Linked DNA regions of Zea mays: region 2 is linked to region 1. The links are chromatin contacts, called in public Hi-C maps. All regions are on one chromosome and are shown on one strand. The core of a region is the stretch at or near the end of the contact, and the rest is flanking DNA. Distances in the headings are between cores, read along the strand shown.

The links. A called contact is a pair of places that touch in the nucleus more often than the background predicts.
Region 2: a contact with region 1 is called in a Hi-C map of tassel, with 1.9 times the contacts expected there. The contact joins the promoter of LOC100273557 here to the promoter of LOC100383711 in region 1. A contact is called at or near these places in 2 of 25 Hi-C or Micro-C datasets (ear and tassel).

What each region holds. Positions count from the first base shown.
Region 1 is chr1:203,645,289-203,647,988 of Zm-B73-REFERENCE-NAM-5.0, forward strand. LOC100383711 reads left to right here and starts at 1,385. Exons shown (of 9, transcript NM_001176348.1): 1 at 1,385-1,652; 2 at 1,729-1,929; 3 at 2,217-2,366; 4 at 2,451-2,630. The coding sequence starts at 1,428.
Region 2 is chr1:203,963,506-203,966,205 of Zm-B73-REFERENCE-NAM-5.0, forward strand. LOC100273557 (3-alpha-L-fucosyltransferase) reads left to right here and starts at 1,352. Exons shown (of 7, transcript NM_001147975.2): 1 at 1,352-1,866. The coding sequence starts at 1,519.

The DNA.
Region 1 (2,700 bases), core at 135-2,634:
GATGTGACCCGGGCTAAACTTTAGCAGGAGCAACCAAACACCCCCTAAAAAAAGGTTCATCCCGCGAGCGCTTATGATGGTTCAGTGATGCACAGAACAATTTCGCTGCTATACAGCAGATTACTGTTTGATTTTCATGGAGACTGTTTGATTTTCGGTGCTATACAGCATGGAGGGAACATTTCTAGGGGTAGAGATGGCAATGGGTACCCGAAACCAGAATACCCGACGGGTTTAACCCGATATGAAGGCGGGTACAGGATGATTTCTCTACCCGCGGGTATGCTAATGGGTAAAAACCTCTACCCGTTGGGTAGACAGGTACGAATACGGGTTGGAACTACCCATACCCGTCTACCCATGGGTAAAATATACCTGCATCAATACAACTATAACCATCTAATAGAACCCATCTTAGTTAAAATAAAACCCTTCTCTAGCTATCATTTATCTAGATACCAAGTTATGTAATTATATGATTTATTATATGTGAAGTTGAAGTTGTTTTTATATGTTTATATAATATTTTGAGTGATTTGTATATTGGAATTTAAGACTTTCCTAGCGGGTACGGGTATGAGTAAGATTTTATACCCGCGAGTATATATGGGTAATGGGTACGAGTATGGAATGGTACTACCCGACGGGCATGTACCCGTTGCCATCCCTACTTAGGGAGAACCTAAACTCGGGAAGAGAAACCTAAGTCAGTTTGACAACTTCATTTTTTCAAGTGTTTTCCATTTTGCATAAAATAATAAAATCAAATTAACTTAATTAATATATATACTTAAATTATTATTAGAATGTAATTCAATTCAATAATCCAAGCGGAACATAAGAAAAAATAAACTATTTTTTTTTGGAAAATAAAAATCTTTTTAAAAAATAGGGTTACCGAACTATCCCTAAATAATTAAATATCTTAGATCTAGTTAGAAACTTAAATCCCTCGAAATTTTCTAGAGATTGAGAAAAAATAAGCTAATTTCTCGCTCAATATTCAAGAATCACGGAGATTAATATTCAAGAATCACGGAGATTTTAAGTTTTTAAATTAGCCCTAGAGTAGAAAAAAACCAGAGATTTTAAGAGGATTTGAGGTTGTAAACTAGTCCAAGATGGATGGAATAATACGGTGCTACGGCCTCAGCGCGGGGAGCAGGGGTGCGGCGCTGCGGTGGCGCGAGACGGGCTCGGCACGGCGGCGGTGTGACGGCCTCACGCGGAGTCGCGGCTGCGACGACGGCGTGCATGGACTCGGGTCAGCACGGGTCCGGTGGAGGGCCGTGCGCCCGTGCCTAGGCCGTGCTGCCCGTTTCCCATGTATCCCTTCCCCATATCCATACCTGTGTTCCATATGCCATATCCAAACGCCTACTCGCTTCTCCCGTCGTCTTCCCCGCTCCTACGACCTGCGTTTGTCGATGCTCTCTCCATGGCACCCTCTCCTCTCCCCCGTTGCACCTCCTGCCATGGAGCTACGGTCACCGCTGAACTCACATAACTGCTCCCTTACCTCCTCCATTAGACCACCGCCACCGCGCTCCTTGGCGCGGGCGCCCCCCACGCTTTCCGCCACCGCAGCAGCCGTCTCGTCGCTGTCCGCCACCTCAGCGGCCATCTCGTCGCCTTCCTGTCCAAAGAAGAAGGTCAGGTCTCCATTCGCCACCCCTGTCGCCGAAAGCACCTCGATGTTAACTTTTCGTCGCGCCTTCTATTGCGAAGGTTCTCGTGCCCATCGCCATGGGTACGGAGGAGATGGAGGCGGTCATCATCGCCGGTGTCCTTCGGCGGGCTTCCGCTGATGTGACGCTTGCCTCTGTGGAGGACGGCCTCGAGGTGGAGGCGTCCTGCGGCTCCCGCATCATCGCGGACACGCACATTGCCTCCTGCGCTGACCAAGTGTTCGATCTTGTGGCTCTCCCAGTAACTCACTTCCTCTTCTTTTACAAGTAGCATAAATGGTTCCTGTGGAGTTTAGTGCATTTAGGATAGGAATTAGCAAGGGAAATGATTCAGAAGCGCGTCAACCGTTCTAATATGTATTTTGACAACAACAAAAATTTGACAATCTTTCGTAAAAAAACTAGCAATTTGACAACACTTCTGCTGATGGTGAGTGACCAATCTCTCACGGTCTCACCTTTTTGTTCTGTGGTGTTACATGGCAGTGCACAAAATACAGTATCTGACCCATGCATTGCTCTGTGCAGGGAGGAATGCCTGGTTCAGTGCGATTGAGAGACAGTGACATCCTTCAGAGGATCACAGTTAGACAGGCTGAGGAGAAAAGATTGTATGGTGCTATATGTGCTGCACCGGCGGTTGTTCTAGTGCCGTGGGGTCTCCACAGGAGAAAAAAGGTGGTCATTTTGCTATATGGATAAATTTACTGTACTAATATTTGGGTTTTGTAGTGACATTTTTTTTACTTCTTTCTTTACAAGATCACCTGTCACCCATCTTTTATAGGAGATCTCCCTGCATTCCGGGCAGTTGAATCAAATGTTCAGGTTTCAGGAGAGCTTACTACAAGTCGTGGGCCAGGGACAACATTTCAGTTCGCTTTATCATTTGTTGAGCAATTGTTTGGGCTTCGTGCAGCTGAAGATATGGACAAGATTTTGGTTTGTCAAAAGAAACTTTAATACTTTTGTATTTCACATAATAGATTTAAGCGAATGAGTCTATAGCCTT
Region 2 (2,700 bases), core at 102-2,601, 320 kb after region 1:
GACTGCGGTCACTTCGGCTCTGTCGACTGAAGAGCGCGCGTCAGGATAAGGTGTCAGGCGATCCTTGCCTTAAATGCTCCTGCTATATGGTCGGTTGGCGTGGTGATCTGGCCAAGGTTGCTTCTCTGCGAAGACTGGGCCTCGGGCGAGCCGAAGGTGTGTCCGTTGCTTGAGGGAGCCCTCGGGCGAGACGTGAATCCTCCGGGGTCGGCTGCCTTTGCCCGAGGCTGGGCTCGGGCGAGGCGAGATCGTGTCCCTTGAGAGGACTGAGCCTTGACCTTAATCGCGCCCATCAGACCTTTGCAGCTTTGTGCTGATGGGGGTTACCAGCTGAGATTAGGAGTCTTGGGGGTACCCCTAATTATGGTCCCCGACAATTCTAGACACAAATACGTAAAAAGCGATGCGCTATCGACCAGTCTCGTTTAGATTATTAAACTAATGTCTCAATTACTTATCGAATACTCCATCCGTTTCAAATAGTATTTGTTTTAGCTTTCTTGATTTTTATATTTATATTCAACTATATGATGATGAATCCACTAAAGAAGCAAAATAAATTCTATTTTGATATAGAGAGAATATTATTTACTATACATATGATGATTGCATCGGTAGAGAGAAGCTTTTTAAAATTGAAATATTTTGTAAACTATTTATGGTCAACGATAACTCAAGAGAGGTTAAATGACTTAGCGATTCTATATATCGAAAAAAGTTGTTGGATAAGATTGATCTCAATAATATAAACGATGACTTTGTATCACAAAATGTTAGAAGATATTTTTAATGATATCAGATAACAACTAAGTGTTTTTGGATATATTTTACATTTGTTATCTTATAAACTTCAAAACAATGCATAATAATTTTTATACGTCAAATATTCGATAATATATGTATAATTATATATATTTGTATAATATATGTATAATTATATATATTTGTGTGTGGATGGGGCCTCTATATCGGATTTCTTACAGGGCCCCCGAAAAGTCAGGAACAACCTTGGATCTGGTAGTTGAGGGACGCCGTTTGTTTGTTTTTAGGGTTCCAAAACACTTGTTTTACATTTTTTCTTTCTTTCTTTTAGAAACACACGTTGGATTACAATTCCCGATGTCGGCCTGGTTTCGTTTCAAGCCCGAACTACTAGAAAACTGCTTTGAGCCCAACTGTCAAAGCCCACCGGCGGGCTCTCCAATCCAACAAAGGCAAAGCGGCAGCGGCCACTCCATTTCCCTGACACGTGGTGCCCATCCCACATGCCTGCTTCTCGCCGGCGCCCGTCTGTCTGTACGAGTACGACTCGTCCCTCGTCCGTGCCAATGGAGAATTGGAGCCGGCCGAACAGAACCAAATCCGTGCCCGTGCGAGGAAGATCTCAGCGGCTGCTGGCGCGGGGGGTCGTTGGCTCGTTCCAAACTCGCCTGACTCCGCCCACCGTCTCTTGGTCGCCCCACACGATCTCTCCACCACTCCCCACCCGGCGCCGGCGAGGCGCGAGGAGGGCCAGCAATGATGGTCTCCTCCCACTCGCAGTCGCAGGCGGGCCGCCGGCGGCGATGGAGGTGCTTGCTGCCGCTCCTCGTAGGCGCCGCCTTCCTCGCCGAGATCGCCTTCCTCGGCCGCCTCGACATGGCGAAGAACGCCGAGGTGGTCGAGAGCTGGACCACCTCCTTTTACCGCCGCTCCTCCCATTGGGGTGAATCCGTGGGCCGGGGCGCGGTCCCGAGGGCAGACGGCGACGGCGACGGCGAGGACGAAGAGATCCGGCGGTGCGAGCAGCGGCTCGAGAGGGAGGACGCCGTGCCCTACGACCGCGACTTTGACAGGGATCCCGTGCTTGTCGGTGGCGCTGCCAAGGTCTAGTGCATGCCTTTTTTCCCTCGTGCTCTTAGTTTGAGTTAGGAAAGTTAGTTTGTTAACGAATTGGTTCCACTGACCTGCTGCTGAGGTGGATCGAAGTTACTTCATAAGTTCTGGCGAAATCTCTGTTGCGTGAAACCTAGACCATCCGCCTGATTAAGTATTCATACTTGGTGAAGCATGACAGCAGCAGCTGGCAGCATTTTATGCTTGTATTTTTAAGCGTAAATCTTCATTCATTACGAATTTATGAAATAAGTCGTCCGAATAACAATATAACGTCATACAAGGACTTCTTCAGATTGTCTGTGGACGACTTGTATATGCATAGTCTGAGAGGGTGCCACTGGTTCCTATATGATTATGGAACCTTAAGTATTTGTGGCTTAGCTGAGCCAAAGAGAGAAATTTGAGCCTGATACAAATAAGATTACCCAAAAATGAAATGCTTCACTTTAGTTTCCCCTCTCTGCCCAGCCTTGACTCGGCCTAGCTGCTCAACCAGTTGGATTTTATGTCGAGGCATGTTTATATGTGCCTAAAGCCCTGAACCTTTGTACTAGATTAGTACTCTGTTCCTTGAATGAAAATAGGAAGTATCTCTGCCAGTGGCGGAGGCATCGCCCGGCCAGCCTGGGCTCGTGCCCGGGCTTCGCCTTCGACGACATGCAAGTGACCAGCTCGTATTCATCAGCCACAGACGTGGTCACACCATGGCCTCCCCATGGCAGCTAGCCAGCTAACCATCATGGCCTCACCCTCAATCCCTCGCGGTCACCAACGCCAAACGCTAGAGGTAGCTGCCTAGCACCAACAGCCAATCATCTCCCC